2 separate regions of the Anser cygnoides genome follow, and region 2 is linked to region 1. Evidence: chromatin contacts called from public Hi-C data. All regions are on one chromosome and are shown on one strand. Each heading gives the region's core, a stretch centred on a gene start, on an enhancer-like site or on the middle of the called end of the contact. The rest is flanking DNA. Distances are from core to core; before and after follow the strand shown. Region 1 holds the start of TANGO6 (transport and golgi organization 6 homolog). Region 2 overlaps FANCA (FA complementation group A).

Evidence for each region. Hi-C and Micro-C count contacts between places; a contact is called where the count stands out from the background.
Region 2: a contact with region 1 is called in a Hi-C map of liver, with 4 times the contacts expected there. The contact joins the enhancer-like site here to the promoter of TANGO6 in region 1. A contact is called at or near these places in 3 of 7 Hi-C or Micro-C datasets (fetal liver and liver).

The regions. Positions count from the first base shown.
Region 1 is chr12:1,314,291-1,318,475 of Taihu_goose_T2T_genome, forward strand. TANGO6 (transport and golgi organization 6 homolog) reads right to left here and starts at 2,201. Exons shown (of 18, transcript XM_048050507.2): 1 at 2,100-2,201; 2 at 1,376-2,098; 3 at 934-1,050. The coding sequence starts at 2,201. It overlaps CDH1 (cadherin 1), which reads right to left. Exons shown (of 16, transcript XM_067004243.1): 16 at 3,242-4,185. The coding sequence ends at 4,178.
Region 2 is chr12:1,427,343-1,431,527 of Taihu_goose_T2T_genome, forward strand. FANCA (FA complementation group A) reads left to right here. Exons shown (of 43, transcript XM_067004304.1): 40 at 390-465; 41 at 833-959; 42 at 1,381-1,473; 43 at 1,910-2,178. The coding sequence ends at 2,017. ZNF276 (zinc finger protein 276) reads right to left here. Exons shown (of 11, transcript XM_067004307.1): 9 at 3,640-3,757; 10 at 3,283-3,382; 11 at 2,104-2,882. The coding sequence ends at 2,597. Among named protein-coding and RNA genes, the nearest start is that of ZNF276, 8.0 kb to the right of the region's middle. Within about 2 kb of position 1,694, at least 3 of the 3 cell types and tissues checked have open chromatin away from gene starts, as enhancers often do. A contact at or near this core is called in fetal liver and liver, where this site is marked.

The DNA of each region.
Region 1 (4,185 bases), core at 951-3,450:
GCCCTGCCCTGGAGGACTCGAGACCAGATAGGAGCAGAGGACACAGAAACGTTTTAAATCACTTCATCCAGTGGCACAAAGCAAATTAGGGTTTAATGAGAGACTAACCTTCCCGGGAACATCCTCTCATGCAGAGCTTCCCTCCTTTAATTAAAGTCTCCCAGGGTCAGGCAGCAGCTCTGACTGTCTCATTACCAAAATGGGGCAAGGGGGGGCTCAGGGGACAAGTCAGGCTTAATGCACGTAAGGGGACAGCAGTGGTGACTCCTGCTACACTGGACACGGTGCTGTGCTGGGGCAGCAGCACCAGGAGCCCACGGGCTCAAGCAGAGAACTGCGCAGGGAGAGGTACAAACAGCAACGCTGTTCAGAGGCTGCAAATCTACAAATTGAGCAGTTTGAATGTGCACGCTTGCTAGGACACGTGGAGCAAGGCTGGCAACGCCGTGCTGCAGCAGGACATCAGCTCGGCTCATCTGACCGAGAGACCCTGGCTTTTGGGTGAGCCACAGCATGTACTGAGGGTGCTGACCCCCGTGAGCTCCTCACGCAGCGCCTCTGCAGCACTTGCACACAGGATGGCAGCTTCTGCCTGCCCAGGAATTGCCTTCAGTCCCAGCCAGAGGCTAGAGCATGGCACAGAGCTGCACCCGAGCCAGCAGCCCCGGGTGCGATCCAGCAGCTGCCTCTGCAGACAGCACGAATTTCCCATTTCCTTCTCCCCACCACCATGAGGCAGCCTTTGAAAAGACCACAAACAGCAGCCGGTGCTGAGGCAGCAGCACGTCACCCTGCAGGCTGAGTGGTGACCCTCCATGACACGCAAACAGGCAGCCCAGGGGACGGAAGGTGCTTTGCTGGGCCATCATATTCCTGCTGGGATGCGGGATCCGCGGCTGCCCTGCATCGGGATGGTTCCGCTGCAGCCAGTACCTGCTTGGGGCCACCCTGCAGGACGAGCAGCTCCCGCACTGCCAGGGGCTGGTAGACACGGTCCAGGATGTGCTGCAGGGCCTCCCGGCTCTGCGCTCGCTCCGCTTCCGAAAGGCCCTGGAAAAACAAGCCCTGAGGTGGTGAGGGCAGCCCGGCCGTGGGTGCTGCACCCGCAGAGATGCTGGCACCCAGCTCCCTGTGGCGTGGTGCTGCCGGCGGTGTGGCGCTGGTGCCCCTCGAGCCCTCCCTCCCAGGCTGTACGTGAAGCGGTGCTTTAACCTCTTCTTTTACACTCAGGCTGACGTGGCTCAGCAGCAGCCACCGGAGAGGGAGGCTGTGCTGAACGGGGGCTCTCAGGGCACCCCCTGCACCGGCCACCCCGCGAAGCGGCACCAAAGCGTCGGGACACGCGCGGGGGAGCGGGAGGCTCGGGCCCACCGACCTCGTTGTGGGCAGCGGGGCCGTGTCCCAGCAGGCAGAGCCCGGCGAGGAGGATGCCGAGGTGGTGCGCGAGCAGCGGGCCGCCCAGCGCGGGGTGCCGGCACAGCTCCACCAGGGCGCCGGTGGCGGCACGGAGCCGGGCCCCGCGGGTCACCCCCGGGGGCAGCGGCGGAGGCAGGGGCGGCCCGGGGCGCTGCCCCACGCCCGGCGGCAGGTAGGGCGCCAGCCCCAGCCCCACGGCGGCCCGCAGCGCCCGCCGCACCGCCCGGCCCTGCGCGGCGCTCAGCGTGTCGGCGGCGGGCGGCGGCGGGGCACCGGGCACGGCCGCGGGGGCGGCGGGGAGGGCGGCCAGCGCCAGCAGCCGCTCCTTGAGGCACAGCAGCAGCGCCAGCACCGCGCGGGCGGCGGCCCAGCCCGGTTCGCCTTCGCCCTCCGCCCCGGCCGCTAGCGCCGGTGCCCGGGCCAGCACGGCGGAGCGGAGGCCGCGCAGCGCCGCCCAGCCCGGCTCCCCTCGCAGCCGCTCGTCCAGCGCCGCCGCGTTGCTGAGCACCGTCTCCAGCCGCAGGGCGCCCTCCGGGCCGGTCCCGGCCGCGCCGCCCCGCTCACCGGGCCCCGCGGGCTGCCGCAGCAGCAGCTCCAGCGCCTCCACCACCTGCCCCGGCGCCGGCTCCCCGCCGCCCGCCATCTTGGGGCCGCCGTGACGGGGAGGGGAGGGGCCCGCGGCTCTCCGCCGCCATCTTGGGGAGGTCGGGAGAAGGGGCGGGGCGCTGCTGCCCGCCGCCATCTTGGGGGCATCGTGGAGGGACGGCGGCCCCGCCCGCCGCCATCTTGGGCAGGTCGCGGCGCTCATGGCGGGCCCGGCCCGGTGGGGCGGTACCGGGGCTCGGTGTGGCTGCCGGGAGGTGCCGGGAGGCGCCGGGAGCACCGGGCGCCGCGGCGGGGCAGGTGGTTGAGGAAACCTGCCGCCCCTGTGCCGCCACATCCCTGCAGCCGGCTGGGGGCGGCCCCGGGGTGGCTGGGGCTCAGCCTCGTCCACACGCGGAGCACAGGCTCCGGCTGCAGCCGGCAGCTCCTGGGGAGAAACCACCCATTTTATCTTTTTATTTATCATTTTATTTTATGTGAAAGAAGACAAACACAGAGCCGTGTCGTAATCCCCGTGTGGGAGAGGCGTGCAGGACGGAGCTAGCCCTGCTCCCAGCTCTGCAGCCAGGTGCTGCCTTGTAGTAAACACGTTACGTGTATGTCACAAAGCACACACATCAGCACCTCGCCTCTCCAGGACTGAAACCAGGGCGGTTGCAACTCCTGTACCTGCCTCTTAGGTTGCTGCATGTTTAAAAGCATGCAGGCACTGTGGGGCATGTTATTCGTCTGCTTTGTGCTTCCTTTAAAGGGCAGGGCTTCTCTAGAGAAAACAGAGTAATTGCAGGGTTAGGCAAACATCAGCGATAACAGCCTCGCCTCCGCTGCTGGGCCCGCGTGGGTCAGAGCGTTGCGCTAGGCACACAGGGTGCAGCCACCACGATAAGGCACTTCAGTGCAAGCCCAGTTTTCACTCAGCCTTCTGCTCCTCCTTTCCCCAGGGCCTGTCCAAACAGACCAGGCGGTAAGGTAAAACCTTGCCGTGCTATTAGCTGCCAGCCGTACCTCTTATCGGCCCCGGTGCTGAGAAAACACGTGCTCTGTTATGGATCGCTCCCTTCCCAAGTAAGATTGTTATACAGAGCAGGGGCTTCAGAAAGCACTCGCTTTCTGCACTTCGGAGGCAGCAGCAGCCGTAGCCATAACAAGAATCACAGCAGGGCAGACCTGCCTCTCAGCACGGCCACAGGCAGTGCAGCTGGCAGAGCTACGCACAAAGAAATGGCCTTCTAGTTTTATTAAAACAACGCATTATTTCAGTTTTATATAAAAAACATACAATCAATTAAAACTAGACAATTGCTGGTCTCCCAGCCCGCATCAGACCCTTCTCCCATTTTAAAAATATAAAACGTGACAACAGCTAAACACGGTTCAGAATTTAAGTAAAGCTGTTTGATTTCAGAAAGCGCCTTCTCTTAACTGCACAATAATTACACATAATATGACACAAAAGGAAATAATATAATCTGGTATACAGAAAAATAGAAATCTGCCTGCAAGTACTATATCAAATATAATTCCCTCATGTATCATAGAAAGACAATGGCACATCATTAATCTGCGTTTATAGATCATCCACCCTGCATCGGCACATGCTTGAGCAGCTCCACACAAAAGCTGGACGCGGGGCCGTCCCGTTCCCTGAGCGTGGCAGGCTGCCAGCACGGCGGTGATTTCAGGTCTGGGAGTGCGAGGTATTTTGGAGAGCGCCAGAGAAACCCTTTCCTTCTGAAGCAGAGGGAGAGGGGCGGTGGGGGCCTCTCCTCGATGAAGGAGAGGTGCTGAGCACCAGCCGATGGCCACTACAGGATTTGGGCACGGGGAGGCTGGAAGCTGATCCAGGAGCTCCTCAGCTCCAGGACAAGGAGTGCCTACCGCCAGCCTCCCTGGTCTCCCCAGGGAACCCCAAACGGCACCGTGACCTGTCTGGAGCTGAGGGGGAGCAGGAAACACATGGGCTCCCCAAAACACTCAAGCCCCAGTGATCCTGAGCTTTATCTGCACTGAAGGAGAGGGATGTGAGTGATGGATCCAGGGATGTCAGAGGGGGCTTTGGCCACCCACCACACTGCCGGCAAGGGCCAGTGCATGTCCAAGAAATGGCAAGAGCTGCCTTCGCTGCGTGGCTGCGGGCCAGCAGGAGGGCCAGGGCAGCCTAGTCGT
Region 2 (4,185 bases), core at 444-2,943, 110 kb after region 1:
TGGAAAGTTGAGGTCTAGTGCTGGACAGTAATGCTCTCTTTGATTAATGAATGTGCTTTGTAAGGAGGAACTGTTGGGCCTTTGTGAGCTGCATGGGGGAAAAAAAAATTGCTTCAGTAAAGGCTGAGAACATCCTGCTTCTACCCGACGGTACGGTGACCCGGCTGATGATTAGAGCTGGCTGAAACTCGGTATTGTTTCATCTGGTAGAGAAAGCCTAAGAGGGAACAGCTGTCTTCTAGCTGTCTTCTCTCAGGATCACCGCACCCTAGCGTCAGGGTTTAGTGTGGGCTGGGAGGAAGCTGTGCAGCCCCTGCGCTGCTGTAGCAGTACACGAGGTAGCATGAGGACCGCTGTAGATGCTTAGTGCTCCTCTCTGGCTGTTACAGGCTCCAGAAAATACTTGGTCCTGCGCAGTGCAGCCTCCGACTGCCACAGCCGGCTCTTGCCTCTTGCGTTCTACAGGTACCGAATGTCCTGCTGGTTTCAGGAGGAATGAGGGAGGATGTGGTGGGTGGCTGACGTGGACAGCAGCTGGCCTGTTGGCGAGCTGAGCTCCTACGTTAGCTGGGCAGGAGAGAACGCTGGATCATGGCAGGGCTACTGTTTTAGAAACCCCCCATCTCTTTTGCTAGAAGTTTCCCTTCATCTTTGTGCTTCAAATGGAAGTGTCCCAGGCTGTGTTATCGCTCCTGGCAGGGGGTGGCCCTGCACACAATGGGACTTGTGAAATAGATGGCAGCGGGAGCACTACCTGAATTTACCTCGTGTCTTGCTGTTAGAAACTAAGGTGGAATTGGCACTGACTGGGTACGTGTGTGACTTCCCATAGTCTCACCCCTGGCTTTGATCAGGAGCTGCTTGCTAGAGAGCAGCTCTTCCTCTACGTGGCGCTCGACCTCTACATCCAGCTGCTTCAGCTCTTTGTGGAAGGGAAGGACCTGCCCCAGACTGACCAGGTGGGACAAGGCCCAGACCCTGCGGAACACGTGAGTGAAGCTCAGGCTCTTTTTCCTCTCCTAACTGTGAATCCTATCCATTTTCCCTTCCCCCTGCTGCTTGCAGCGTCCCTCTTGTTCTTACTCTCCTGTACAAAGCGGTGGGATCGCGTGGAGATGCCTCTGCGGGCAGGCAGCGTGTTCCCAGCCTGGGGTGAGGGGCTGCAGGCGCTGCTGGTGCCTGAACCCTCAGCTGCCCCACTGCTGTCCTACTTGTACGGGGCCTTAGAATGGATGGAGCCCTTGAGCGAACGATCTGCTCAGCTTGTGCCTGGGCCGTGGGCACAGCCTGGTGGTCCCTGTGCCCCTGCTGGAGGCAGGGGCTGAGCGCTGAGTGACACCGCTGGGGGCTCGGCAGTGCCTCGTCTCGTCTGTTCCTCAGGGGGATCCCGTGGAGGTGATCTCGAAGGCCCGTCGGTTCCTGCTTGCTGCAATTCCTCGCTGCCCTACCAGAAGCTTTGGAAACGTAGGACCGGTGCGTTGAGCATTTTCTCTCCTCCCAGCCTGAGAGCCCAGTGTCTGAGCAGCACCAGCTTGTGTAGCCTTTCTTGCCACACTTCACTCGCTTAACGGGCGGCAGGCAGCGTGCTGCCGTACCAGGCATTGGAGCAGCAGCCACCTGCTGTTCGACCTGTGCTATAGCCACTGCCATCCCGCTGCCCTGCTGCAGGCTCTCAGCTCCGTTAAACATTACCCTCATGCTCTCTTGCTTAATGCTTGGTCTTACGGAAAGTGCCAGGCCCGGTTACGGGGCAGGTGGTGCAATCCCCACGCGCACGGCGCTGGCTGCCTGCAGCCCCTGATGGCCGCAGCGGTCAGCAGCAGCTGCCTGCACAACTCACTGCTGTTGCTGTAACTTGCTCTGAGGAAGCACGAGCGGGCCTAACACCCAACACGTGCCCTCTCCCCAGTTACTAGACGCGTGTGACCAACTTGACCCCGAGCTGGGAGCCATCCTCCTGCATCGCTCGAGGCCGGCCGCAGCTCTGGACCTGGACGAGGAGCTGGTTCTGTTCTGAGGGCCAGGCAGCGCCACCCTGCTGACTGGGGACAAGGGACAGACCCCGTGCTACCTTTCTGTCTCACCAGTGCTGTTTCTTTCCAATTACTTTGTAAATAATTTATTACAAGCATAACCATGAAGCTCTTGTTACAATAAAAAGTAGGTTACAAATTTCAATTTAGTCTTACTTTGGGAATTTTTTTTTTTTTAAACCAAAACAAAATGTCTGCTGAAAGTTGCTCCACTGTCCTAGGTACCCTTACAGCCACCTGCGGGCAATACTGTACAGGCAGCAGCTTGTGCAGGTCGGTAACAGTTGTGGGCCAACTCTGTTTCTACAACTGTGTGCGTGGGGAGAACGGGGACAAGAAAGGGGTGCTGCCAAACATCCACTCCCCTTGGATTAGACAGACTCTTAGTACAACACTGCTGAATCAGACGTGAGCATGGAGAATCACAGCATGATAACAAGCTTTTTCTGAGCAAGCTGAAGCTAATTCCACTGAGTTCTTTGGAGACTAAAATGTAGATTAAAAATCTCCACTCTGCTGTATAGTTTCTACAGGGCTGGACTGGGAAATCTGCCCCATCCCCCTCAGGTGGGCTCCTGCTGTGCAGTCACTTCTGGCTTTACTGCCTGGCTCTCTGAAGTCCCTGAAGTATTTAGGAGGAGAATAGGCTCTGGCTCCAGTGGCTTGGTTTTGTCCTGAGTCTGGGTCAGAGGGTGCACCATGGACATGTGGACGTTAAGGTTATGGGCCTTCTCAAAACGCTTCCCACACTGGTCGCAGGCAAACTCCAGCTCCGTCTCGGCTTTGTGTTTGGTCATGTGGTACTTGAGCGATGCGCGCTGCCGGCACTGGAACCCGCAGATTTCACACCTGCAAGGCAAGGCACAGGCTTAGCTCCCAGCCCAAGCTGTCTGGCACAGGGACCAGCTCACCTTAGGCTGTGCTGACCAGGACCTGGGGCTGCAGGAGAAGAACAAATGCCACAGCCTCAGGGGCTGGCTCGTAGCATCTCCTAAAACTGCCCGGGACAAGCAACACCCTAACCCTCAGGGCTGGAGCTGAGCAGTCGCCTGAACAGGAGCAGAAGGGGTGAGACCTGCTCAGCAAAGGGACGTGCTGGAGCTGGGGCACGCGCTGCAGAAGCGGATGAACATTTAAAGTGCTACAGGCAGGGCTGGGGGCAGGGAATTACCCTGTGCTAAGGACACCAGAGCTTCCTGACGCCTTCTGTCCCGTTTTTAGCTACGAACAGATGATGATGTGCACTTACTGGAGGGGCTTCGCTCCCGAGTGCCGCATCTGATGGACCGAGAGGTGTTTGCGTTGCTTAAAGGTCTGCCCGCATTCATCACAGATATAATTCCGTACCTCTGCAAGGGAAATGAGGAAAGGATGGCCGCTACTGCATGAACCACACACGAACAGCTGCCCACAGTTACTGGGGGAAGCTGAATTCCTCCCCCTGCCTCAAATCCCCCACACGATGGCTTCTTACAAGCTTCTGTGTCAGGATGACAGTTCTGCAGCCCCCACAGAGCCTTGCTACAGCGCCCATCAGCCTCGTGCAATGAATCAGTTGGCACTGCTCACACCCATCCCCAGTGTGATCAGGACTGTGCAGACCCACCTGTATGAATGAGTTTCACGTGCCGCTGCAGGTACCGGTCAATCATGAACACCTTGTTGCAGCCTGGATGAGGACAGGGCCTCTCCCGAACTTCTTCGTGATGCTCTTTGATGTGTTTCTGTAAAGAAAGGACAGAGCTTCTAAATGCTGATCTTAAAGCGGAGATCACGGCTGCATTTTTTCCAGAGGAAAAAAAAACAATCCCCCAGGAAATGAGACCCCCATCCTGGCAGCCTTGCGCACCGTCACTGTTTTGCCGTGAAAAAGAGACTTGCATCCAAATCCATCCCTGGCAGCAGGGACTTAACAGGACACAGCGCAGCTCGTTCCAAGGGCTGCTGCCGAGCCAGTGGCAGGCTTCCAGAACAGGAGGAGCGCGCTGAGCCAGAGCAGCTCCTTTTCCTTTTGGAAGCACAGAAAACGGCCAGGGACGCTGGACGGACTGCTCCCTTCCGTGACTCACGCGGGCACTCACCCCCCGCAAAGCTAGACGGTGAACGAGAAGTCACGGACCTTCCCCTCGCACGAACGCTGCTCTACAACACT